Regions from separate parts of the Macaca mulatta genome. Here region 2 is linked to region 1. A link is a contact called in public Hi-C data. All regions are on one chromosome and are shown on one strand. The core of a region is the stretch at or near the end of the contact, and the rest is flanking DNA. Distances in the headings are between cores, read along the strand shown. Region 1 overlaps RXRG (retinoid X receptor gamma). Region 2 has its middle 41 kb from the start of MGST3.

What was found. A called contact is a pair of places that touch in the nucleus more often than the background predicts.
Region 2: a Hi-C map of blood shows a contact between it and region 1, with 7 times the contacts expected there. The contact joins two enhancer-like sites. A contact is called at or near these places in 10 of 14 Hi-C or Micro-C datasets (CD4 T cells, blood, cortical neurons and 6 more).

What each region holds. Positions count from the first base shown.
Region 1 is chr1:23,058,884-23,064,603 of T2T-MMU8v2.0, forward strand. It overlaps RXRG (retinoid X receptor gamma), which reads right to left. Exons shown (of 10, transcript NM_001257610.1): 9 at 4,863-4,968. Among named protein-coding and RNA genes, the nearest start is that of RXRG, 41 kb to the right of the region's middle. Within about 2 kb of position 2,123, at least 3 of the 40 cell types and tissues checked have an H3K27ac peak or open chromatin away from gene starts, as enhancers often do. A contact at or near this core is called in blood, where this site is marked.
Region 2 is chr1:23,251,779-23,258,444 of T2T-MMU8v2.0, forward strand. No RefSeq gene overlaps it. Among named protein-coding and RNA genes, the nearest start is that of MGST3, 41 kb to the right of the region's middle. Within about 2 kb of position 3,668, at least 33 of the 40 cell types and tissues checked have an H3K27ac peak or open chromatin away from gene starts, as enhancers often do. A contact at or near this core is called in blood, where this site is marked.

The DNA of each region.
Region 1 (5,720 bases), core at 873-3,372:
TCGCCTCAGCTTCCTAAGTAGGTGAGACTACCGGCACATGCCTTGGGGTCCACAGTCACCAAATTTTTGTTGCCAATTTGTAACCAATTGTTACCAATTTTTTTTTTTTTTTTGAGACTGAGTTTCACTCTTGTTGCCCAGGCTGGAGTGCAACGGCCCAGTCTCAGCTCACTGCAACCTCTGCCTCCCAGGTTCAAGCAATTCTCCTGCCTCAGCCTCCCGAGTAGCTGCAAATACAGGCTCCCGCCACAATACCTGGCTAAATTTTTGTATTTTTAGTAGAGACGGGATTTTGCCATGTTGGCCAGGCTGGTCTCGAATTCCTGACCTCAGGTGATCCACGCACCTCAGCCTCCCAAAGTGCTGGGATTACAGGCGTGAGCCACTGTGCCCGGCCAATTGTTACCAATTTTTATGGTCAACTTCTTAGTCTGTGCTTACCCTTAAATTAGGAAAAGAGGAGATAGAAAATCATAGTCTCTGCCCCCGAGGAGTCTATGGTCTGTTTGGGGAGAGGATACATGCACACATGCATACACACTGACCCACACATTATCACACATACTCGCACATGCTTCACACCCATGTGCCCGCACACACATCCTCACCACTCACATACATGCACATTCACACTCTTACACTCTCACATTCCCTCACACACATGCATTCACACACACCCTCACACATACACATGCCCACTCATGTACACTTTCACATGACTTCACAACATGTGCATGCACACACACCTTCACACACTCTCATGCACATGCACCTTCACACACTCTCATGCACACGCACCTTCACACACACTCATGCACACGCACCTTCACACACTCTCATGTATATACACCTTCACACATACTTCATGTGTTTGTACACACATCCACACACTCATATGCTCTTGCACTATATTCATGCACATTACACACAATACACATACTTACAAATGTGCACATACTTAATCTCACATATCTCATGCCTGTGGTCTCACATACGTACACATGCACACTCATATACACACATGTGCATGCATGCACTCACACATACACACATGCAAACACACTCCACACTCACACTCTAACATGTTCTTACAACATGCACACATGCACACACACACATCCTCACTCACTCATACACACCCTCACACACATTTTTTGATAACTGAAGACACTTGTGAGGTTCACAAAAGGGAGAAAGAACAGTGTGTGAAGGAATTCATCTCCCATCTGCATGTCCTTTCGGGCACCTCTTTCTGTGACATTTTTCACTCTGTCTGTGACATTGTGCCCTCTGTGCACAATGCAATGCCAGCTCATTTTTAATGTTATTAATACTACTAGATATGAAGTCACTCTACTCACAACTTCCAATAAAAAACTCAAGGACCAAAATCACATTAGTCACTATGGCCCTAAGTCAGAGATTTCTGGTTCCAGATGAATCTTTACTGAGTGTCACAGCATCATTTCATGAAAAAGTACAAATGAGAATTTCAATGTTCCTTGAAAATGTGTATATTTCTATACTCATGCCATATGACATTTTAAAGAAATGTAGCAATACAAGGAAAATAAAGTGGCACCATCGAAAAAAGTAGAAATTGCTTCCCTGCATGGAAAAATTAAAGATCTATGCCAATGCCACACATTACTTCGAAAGCCTCCAGTGGTAAAGCCCCTGAAAGCATTTGAGTGGCATCACCATTCAGGAAAGAGGTCGTTAGACAATAAGGAGTCTGAACTCCTGGCTGTGCCTCTGCCATTAAGCTTTACGGAAGTAGGCAAAGGAAACGGCTTCTCCATAAGTGCAAAGTTAGACTGGGATTAACTCTAAAATTTTTTTTTAACTCTAAAAAGCCCAAGATTTTACAACATCCAAAATTCTAAGTATGCCATCGTACTGCCCTCTTTGTTGTGTGACCTGGATTTAGGAACTGAGATCAAATCTAATAGACGAATGTCCCAGCATTCCTTGCCCACAGGTTAGCAGCAAGAGGGATTTACGCCTTTGAAGGTGCCTGCTGTGCGTGCAAGAGAGTGTGTGTGTGAGTTCTGTGACCTGACTTTTGAGCTCTGCTTTCTGATCAGAGCGAAAGCAGAACGTGGCCCCTGTGACATGCACTTCTGAGACATCTCCACAGCGTGGCAGCACTCTCCCACTGAGAAATCCGCCTCTACCTGGCTGTGCCAGGATCCCCTTCAACCAGGTTCTGCCGACCAGAGGTGACCAGCCCTCAGCACACCCACATGCCTGGCCAGTGACACCCCTGATATACTTGCTGAGCCAACTGTGAACACTTGATCAGGGCAGTCACCCTCAGTCCAAGCTGTGCTGGACAAACCCAGGAGACTATGCAATGGACCCATCCTCTGCTACCTCTCTGCAGTTCCAGGCTCTGCCCTAGTCCTGGCAACAAATGTTGGCCTCTCTCCCCAGTGTGTGGAGGCAGCCCAGCCCCCTACCAGCCGTCTTCCGGCAGAAGAGTCAAGTTCCAAAATTTTCAAAGTGATATGAATTAGAAACAACCCAAATGTCAATCACAGGGCAATGGCTAAATACATTAGGATATGGTCACACTGCAAAATATTACAAAACCCTTGAAAATGATAATTTGTAGTTGTCAATAATTGAATACAATTTCTAGAATGGCTAAGGGAAGAAAATAACACACAAAACTGTATAATTTCATATCTAGAAATGCATACAGGATATATATAATACATAATAGATATACGAAGATACACACAAGATATAATAGATACATGAGGATACTGGAAAGAAATATACCAAAATATTTACAATAAGTTCTTATTATCTGCTTTTTTTTTTTTTTTTTTTTTTTTTTTGATGGAGTTTCGCTCTTGTCCTCCAGGCTGGAGTGCAATGGCACGATCTCGGCTCACCACAACTTCCGCCTCACCAGTTCAAGTGATTCTCCTGCCTCAACCTCCCAAGTAGCTGGGATTATAGGCGCATGCCACCACACCGGGCTAATTTTTGTATTATTAGTAGAGACGGGATTGCTACATGTTGGTCAGGCTGGTCTCGAACAACCGACCTCAGGTGATCCATCAGCCTCGGCCTACCAAAGTGCTGGGATTACAGGCGTGAGCCACTGCGTATTTTTAAAAAATATTTTTCTAATTTTTTTTTTTTTAACCAAAGCATGCATTGCTTTTATAATTAGGAAAAAAAGTGAGTTGGAGTTTTTTGTTGGTTTTTAAAGAAAAACAGCAAGTCATAGAGCCAATTTCAGGAAAATGTATGACACTCATTATTTCTAATGCCCTGCACACAATATGTGCTCAAAAAACGAAAGATTTGATAGAAAGCATCCAGCTCAGGGCTTCAGTTAAGATGACTTGCTCAGGGCTCACACCTGACAGAGGCCAAGCCAATGCTGGCAGCCACGTCCTGACCCCTTGATCAGGGCTCTCTCAATCTCATCTATAGTGAACTGCTAGATTCACCAAAATCCAATCTTTTCTTCTCTTCCTTGGCATACAACAGGGTACATTCTCCAGCCTCCTTTGTGGCCAGCTGGGCCACGTGACTTGGAATCAGCCAATGAAAGTGAAGGAAAAGGTGAGGGCGCTCTAAGACCCAGGTCTGGCCCATATGGCCTCGCCTCTCTGCTCCTCCACCTCTTCCAGCTTCCATCATCTGGATGCAAAACACAGTATGGCTCTGGGTCATGGTGGAGACACAGGAAAAAAGGTGCCTTGGTCCCTGAGTGATGGCGTGCAAGACAACCAGCTCTCTGAACTGACTGCCCACCCGGATTTGAGAGCAAGCAATAGATGCTTGTGTTAAACTGGTGGCATCTGGTGGGTCTATTCAGCTTCATCTCACTAATAAACTAGGCCCTGCCTATTCATTGCACCAAAGGGCCAAAACCCACCTACTCGAATTCATCCACAGCCTCCAACACAAAACACAGCTCAGTCTCTTCTGGACAATTGCTAGATGTCGGCTTATGATCCAGGATAAACAGCTAAGTAGATATTAGACTTCACAGAGGAATAGAAATAATTAGTGAGCATTGGCAGCATGTAAAATTAATCCCTCAAACAAAATTAATGTCTTTAAGACAGTCTTTTCAGTTTCATTTCCAATTTCTACGAGATTTGAGGATCATGTTTTCTCATTTTAACTGGCATTAGCAGAGAGGGAAAACTCTTTGGCTTAGCTGTACTTTGGAAAAAACTTTTGAGAATATCTTTTAATAACTCAGAAATACCTATACTGCTAGATGGCCTCAGAGATCTGCTAGACCGACATCCACCTTTCCAAATGAGGAGCCCAGACCCAGACCCAGCACCTTCCCAGATGCCACACACATGGCACCCTGGGGACCAGCAGCCATGCCTTCTGGCTACCAAAGCCTGTACTTCCTCCTGCATGGGGGTTTCTATGGGGGCAGACCAGAAAGCAATGCAGTCACACCTCAAACACAGGCTCTGTGAAATCACACGAACTGGGTTCACATCTCACCTCCACCACGTGCTAGCATTATGGTCTTCAGCAAGTTACTTAACATTTCTGAGGTTCTGTTTTTTGATAGAAATCGGAGATAATAATTCCCACATTTATTCATTTGTTTGCTATTCATCCTCCATTTAAAGATGTGTGCTATGTGTCAGGCACTGCTTTACCTGTGGAGGTTAGAGGAGTGAATGGTGAATAAGACAGATAAGGCCGCTATCACCATGGAATTAACATTTTTGTGGCTTTCAGCTTGTTATGAAGACTAAATAACATTTGAAAACACCTAAACTTTGCCTGCTGCACTTTAGGGGCTCAATAGTTGAAGAATGGGAGTAGTTGCTGCTGTTACTGCCATTATGCCAGCACTCTCTCACCTGCCTGGCTGGTCTGGATACTTCTGCTTGGTGTAGGCCTCGAGGGTGGCATAAACCTTCTCTCGCAGAGTCTCCACCTCAGAGGGGTTGGACAGGCCCTTGGCATCTAAAAGAGATGACTGAGTTAGCCTTTGATTACACCCTCCAGCAGAGGCTGTCCCCATTCCCTCTGGCCACCCTCCCTAGAGTTACTAGAGACACCCTGGATAGGGACAAGTGTGAAATAAACAAAGCTAGTCATTCGTTCCCCCTTGCTCTTCTTTCCGTGTCCAATTTACCCAAAAAACTCTTAGGGCAAAGATTTTAAACTCCATGAATAGGCAAATGTACCCACCACTGACTCTAAGGAGAAGAGCTTTATTTTATCCAGACTATTCTCGAAATATTACCTGCACACATTTACCGAGTGCCCACTATGTGCTAAGCATGGACTGAGTGATAAGATGGGACACAAAAGCTGAATTGGCACATGTCCTGCATTGATGAACTAACTGCCTAATTCTGGAGATAAAGCCTCTGCATGAATGATTACGTAATTCTGAAGGTTCCTCTTTCTTGACCACAGCAGTTTGCTGGAGCTGATCGCCTCCTTCTTGAAAGACTATTTTCCCTCGAGCCTCCAGGACACCACCCTTCTGATTCTCTCCTTATCTCACTGCCTGCTCCTTCTCAGGTTCCTTTGCTGGCTCTTCCTTTTCTCCCTGACCTCTAAATGTTGGCATGCCCCAGGGCTCAGTCCCCAGCCGTCTTCTCTGCTCTATCTTCCCAGATGATCTCACCCCAGTGTCATGGCCTTACACAGGCAGAGGCTGACAGCTCTCGGATGCACATGGCTTCTCCCATGAAGTCCAGGCTCAT
Region 2 (6,666 bases), core at 2,418-4,917, 190 kb after region 1:
CTTATCAAAAACAACTCTGGAAAAAAAGGACTTAGAGAAATCTACAGGTCAATGGACTCCTAAAGACAAGATACAGTCAAAGTTTCTAACCAGGAATTAAAAGATCAGGCTTACTCCCTAGGTTGACAAACAATTGGTCCAAACCATGTGGAGTTGCTCCTTCTACAGAGCCCTCGGCACAGTGGTACCTAAGACTAGACTTCATGAGCAAGGTTCTTGGGCAGGCAGAGTGCATCCTGGGATGGCAGAAGACATTTTGCCTGTCCAAGAATTTCAAAGAGTCTCCATCTGCCCTTTGGAATCAGACTCTAAGTCCATCACGATGCCAAGTTTCCAGACAGGAGGAGAATGAACTAATTAATTTCTCAAGTTCACCTTCAAAACCAGACTCTGATCCCCCACTTTCAGCATAAGGGAACAGACCCAACAAGTTAAATTGAAGTAAAACAAAAAAAATAACCCCAGTCTGAGGTTTCCTAGGAACCCATTTGAACAGTGTGCAATACAAACTCAACAGATATCTTCTGCCAGCTCTTTTCAATTTTCTCTGCTATGTGTGATATTTTCCATGGATGGGACCAGAGATGTTTGGTTGTAAATGATTGTCAGATGTTTAAACAATTTTGTTGCTGAAACATGATAATTTCCAGAAGCCCCTTTTCTGTACACGGTATCTTTTGCTAAGACCTACCACAAAGAAAATGAGTTGTACAAGAAGAATGGCAGAAGATCGGGAAATTAACCAAAACAATGGACCATAACATGCCTCAAACAAAACAAAAAAAAATCATTAATAAGAAACAGGCCAGTTTCTAAGGGTCATGGAAGGAATACACATTGGGTTCCCAGCAGCTGGCTATGTTTCAAAGTCAGTAACCTCCAACTTGTCAGGGAAGATTGTGGTTAATGCTGTGAAAGACATGTGCTGAAAGATTTCTAGTTGCCCTTAAATTCCTGAATTTCTAGTCAGGATATCTATACACATGTGCAAAACAGAAAAGTCTGGTAAAGTCTAAGTATGTCCTGCTGAAAGTGTATAAAATCTTAACTTATAAAACCAATACATTAGGTAATCACTTATATCAAAAAAGGATAAACTCAAAAATATTTTTAAACAAAATTTCCCTATTCACATAGTAGGTTGAATCATATGAAACTGCAAATATTTGACTCCTTTTGACCCAAAAACCCCCAAATTCTGGCAATTCAAGCTATACATTTCATTAACAACATTGGCGCTAAAAATGTAAAGAAAGTATTAGGAATCCCTACAAAAGGTTGCAGAAATAAAATTTTTAAAAATATGTTTCTCAAATTACAAAGTCAACAGGAAATTATTTTGTTCAATGTTTTCTACTTTTAGCTGTATAATTTTTTTCAGTGACATACCCGTAGCCTCTTTTAATCTGAATACTGAATACCACAGGATATAATCAGTGATAACTAAGAATTCTTCTTCTTCTTCTTCTTTTTTTTTTTTTTTTTTTTTTTTTTTTTTTTTTTTTTTTTTGAGACAGGCCCTCACTCTGTAGCCCAGGCTGGACTGCAGTGGCAGGCACAATATCGGGTCACTGCAACCTCCACCTTCTGGGTTCAAGTGATTTACGTCTCAGCCTCCCTGGTAGCTGGGATAACAAGCGTGTGCCACCACGCCCGGCTAATTTTTGTATTTTTTGGTAGAGATGGGGTTTCACCTGAACTAAGAATTTCGGTAATAAATTTGGCAACGCCTAAAATAATAGTAATATACTTCACGTTTGTATTTTTTTTATATTTCAAAGCAGCTTTAAATGAAATGACTGTATTAAGCCATTTCTCCAAATCCTTTGTGTGAAAATGAGACAAAGATGGAAGAGACAGAGAGAAAGAAAGAAGGAAAGATGGGCTAATTTTAATTATCAGAATTTAGACATCCAAATGCATAAGAAAACCAGTGCATTCTTCAACAGTCATATTTTTTCTTATTCTTTTTAAATTCCAAAACGGGGTGCCCAGCTAGATCAGTTGGTAGAGCATGAGACTCTTAATCTCAGGGTCGTGTGTTTGAGCCCGACGTTGGGCGTTGTGTTTCCCAGCATTTTGGGAGGCCCAGATGGGCAGATCACTTGAGCTCAGGAACTCGAGACCAGCCTGGCCAACATGGCAAAACCCTGTCTCGACAAAAAAATACAAATATGAACCAGGTGTGGTGGCACATGCCTGTAGTCCCAGCTACTTGGGAGGCTGAGGTGGGAGGATCACTTGAGCCTAGGAGGTGGAGGCTGCAGTGAGCCGAGAGTGCCACTGCACTCCAGCCTGGGTGACAGAGTGAGACCTTGTCTCAAACAAACAAACAAACAAACAAACAAAACAGAAAAGAAAGAAAAGAAAATGGCACCAACCAGCTTACTGATCTACTTAGTTGCAAATGCTTTTTGACTATTTGCTAAAATGTCTACATACATGCATACATAAAAATAAAATAAGAACAACTCGGGAAAGGGAAATATTTTTACACTGAGGATATCCAAGAATGCCAGGTACATTCTCCCACTTTCCCTTTTTGTCTGCTTGTTACCCACTTCCCCCAGCAGTACCCTCCACCTTCTGATAGAAAACCAGGTCTCTTCTCTGCAAACCAAGGTGGTTCGAAATGAGATGGTGGGAATGTCCCTTCCCGCGGCCAGCCCCAATCCCACCGGGAGTAACTTCGACATATTCCTTTACTCTTTCTGCGTCTTTTCACATATCTGAAAACAGAAAGTAGGTAAACTGCACCTACTTTTCAGAAGGTGGCAGGGATTCGTGGTGTAATCTCTCTACGTGGGCGGAAATACACTGTAGGCACCCAAATAACAAAATGTAAATGTCTAGCAAGTATATAAAAAACCAGCAGGAAAGGTTTTTTTGGTTGGTTGGTTGTTTGTTTTGTTTTTTCATATAAAAGGCCAAAAGTAGGGAAGTGACAGAAAAAGGCTGATTGCCGACCTTTTCAGAGTTTACTTATTTTAAGCAATTACACTAACTCATAAAATAAAAGTATTTCTTGTGCTCCTGTCAAAAGCAAGTGGGTTTTTACCTTAAGGGTGAATAATAATAATGCTTTGGGGATGACGAATAAAACTTAGGGCTTCCCGTGGCTGGCCGAGGTGGAGCCATCGGGACTATCCCACCTCTCCTCGTCGATCTGGAAGGCTTTCTGAAGGAACTGGAGTTTGTATCCCTGGCAAGCCCGGGACCTGCGTGGGGCTCGGCCTGCTGCCAGGCGGCCTCAGCAGCCCAGAGCTTCAGCGGTTGCTACGGCAACAGGCCGCCCAGAGCAGCGGCCAAAGTCCCTGCAGGGGCGAGGGCACCTCCCAAGCGCGGAGAGTCAGCCCAATGAGTTCCGCCCTCTCTAGCGCGCTTTTCGTGATCCACCAATCAAGCGCTGCTACATAAGCTCGAGCTGAGTGGTCAGCTTCCCTGGGAGGGCGGGGTTAGGGTACAGAAACTGGACGGAGAAGGGGGCTGTATTTCCCCTGGCCTGTGAAATGGATGTTAGTGACTAAAACTCAATCTTCCAGTTAAGGGAGGAGCGGAGACTTTTAAGTCGAGTGTTCCTGTGGGGCCAAGAAGATGGTTTCAGAGGAATCCCAGGAAGTGAAAGTGCTGGGATACGCGACGGGCCCACGGAGCCCTCCCCTGCGTGTCTGAGATCACACCCTACTGGGTACCCTGCGTCATGTGCTGAAGAAGGTGACTGGATCACAACTCCAGAGTTTGCTCCTGAGATCGAAAAACAAAACAACCCAATAATAATAATGACAGCCCTGGGTGGGGACAGTTGCAACAGGTCTTTGGAGAAAGTCAGTAATTGTGCAGGTTCAGGGAAGGCGTGGGCATGTTGGTGAAGTAAGGTTCTGAGTGGAAGAAGAAAATGCTGCTTCTGGGGAAGAGAATACCGTCAGAAGGAGGGAAAGAAAGAAGGGAGTGGGAGGGTAGGGGAAATGAAGGGAGAGGAGAAGGGGGAGGAGGGAAGGTGAGGTGAGGTGACTGGTATTCTGCCAACCCCGTTCTGCACACTAGTGAGACCTAGCAAGGACTAGAGTTTCAGGGGGAAAATACGAGAGTAATGAAAGATAACAGAGAGGAAAGAAAAAAGAAATAATTGAAAAGTTTGAAAGAAGAAAGACAACAGCTGAACCAATGGGAGGAAAATTAGAAGGAAATGAAAATTCTGTAAGCTTCTCTTTCATGGATAAAATGACTACATTTTCTGGTCCATTATCAGGATACAAGATGGAAAAAAAACAGCTATTGAACTGGTGGGGAAAGTGGCTGGTTTAAATTAGTCCTGCCCCTGCAAATCCAGGCTGCGTGTTTGTTAGTCTTATGGCTGATTTAACTCATAGGCCCAGAAGAGAAAGGATAGAAGGATGCCTGAATAACCAGCAAAGAATTTGCATCCAATCAGCACTCAGAGCATGTATGCTACTTTCTTCAGAAACCTTCAGGAGTCATAGACTATGATCAGTTCTTCGTCAGAATTATTTTAGATTTACTTCAGTTGTTTTTTCATCAAATGCACATAAAACATGGAATTGTTCTTCTTAGCTGTGCAGACCTTGTCTATTTTCTGAAAGGAAAAACAATGTTAATTTTTAAAGCCCCACATACATGACATCTTTGTACTTTTCAAATCATTGTGTTACCCCCTTCCCTTCTCTTCTGATAGTGCCTGGCTGAATCTCTCCTATTCTCACAATGGCTTTGCCTCCATTCTGCTGAAGTCACTTCCCATTGCTCACATTATTATACTGTTTTTACTTCACTTCCAAGCTTGTTTCTGACTACAGAAAGGGTGCTGTAATTCTGAGTTCCCTATATAGAGAGTTGCTTTTCCAGGAACATTATTAATAAAAGGAAAGGTCTTCATTTTCCATTACGGAAATATACCAATGTTATGTTGTGCTTTGATGTTCCGGGCTCTGACTTATAAAACCAGTGTTACTATAATTTTCACATACTTGAGCACCTCTGCCCAGTCAGTTCTCCATAGGTCCCTCGGGAGGTTTTCTTGTTTTATTTTTGAACCTTAGCTGGAATCTATCTTCATTAGGAGTCTAGCATCTTGTTCTCCATAGAGCTCTGAAATGGTATAGCAGAGAGAAGGGCAGGCTGACTCTCTTTACTTTTCTAACAACTCAAAAGAAAGTTTTTTGGCTTCTACTGTTTCCTGACTCTTCCTTTCCTCTTTTCATATAGCTGGTCTACCTTACTGGTATTTCAAGTCACTCTAGCTGCTAGAATTTAGGTGAATTATATTTCAGGCTTTCAAGCCATTTAAGGGGACAAGGAATATTGTTAACATCTGGACCTCAGATCCACTGGCCTCAAGAGCTCAATATCACTCCCCACGATGTAGGCAGGTTGGTGTATGTTTTTCTCTCATGTTACCTTGTAGCCATCTAAATGGCTCTCTGCATGTTAAGCCTTGGGGAGGCAAGACTCAAATAGGGTTCACCTTCCCTAACTCCTACTCTTCCATCATTTTTTTAAATATCACAGTATCCTGGACATCCTCATTCATTGCTGAATCAGTATAGTCTGAGTGTTTGGAAAAGAGGCAGTGGGAGGAGAACAAAGACGAGTGGAAAAAGCTGAAGTGAAAGCCTTTTCTCAGAAGCTCCTAGTCAGGAGAAATGACACTGTAGGGCAGACAACTCTAGAAATAGTAGGATACACAGAAGAAGGGCCAGAGTTCCCAGACATATGTGTACTTGACGTTGTAAATAGAACATGGGTATAAAGAAGACAGAACACTCTAGTGGCTGCTGGCACAAACCCCTGGGTTCTGATTTCCACTGTGGTGATTACTGTGTGGTGACCCTAAACAAGTTACTCAACCTCAGCTTCCTTGTCTGTAAAAGGGGGATACTAATGGCACAAACTTCACAGAGTTGTTGTGACAATTGAATAGGTTGATCACATAAAGTGCTTGGAATAGCATCTGGCATTTGCAAGTGCTGAATAGGTATTGACTAATATTATTCTAGAGCCATAATCCCAAACCCACAGCAGCTTGCCACCACAGGAGTGTCTCTGACACAACCATTCTTTGAGCAAGGAGAGTAGGGCATTCTTTCTCATAGTTATTTGCTCCTTTATTGCTATAGGCTGTACTTGGAGTCCAAGACATTAATTAAGCAAACAAGCTTTTGCTTAGAATTCAGTAAAGCATCATAATCCATTTTCATTTCTACTTTAATACAAGAGTCAATATGAACTGTCATCCATTGATAGTGGAAATTCTCTACAATAGTTTATTAGTGTGTTAGCAGCACAGTGGAAAAAGAAATATATGAGAACCTTGACTGCTTTCCACCTCTTTCTCTTGTAACTCTCAGTATTCCACAATCAATTCCTTCCACACTACCAACGAGAGTTCAAAGAAATCAGTGTCCTGAGATCCACCACTAAAATTAAGCGTTGCTATGGGTGCAACTCAAGTGACGTTGACTTTCCAGGATGTAGGAGCAATTAGAAATATAAAGTGAATAAGAGAAGGTGGACTATTTGATGAGAAGTGATAAGATGGCCACAAGGTGGCACAGGATGACAACCACAGAGCACTCCCTTCCTCCCAAGTGGCTCCATTTTGCCTAAGGGCTCTGTCTCTGCTGCCCTACCCTCTTACAACTTAGTGCC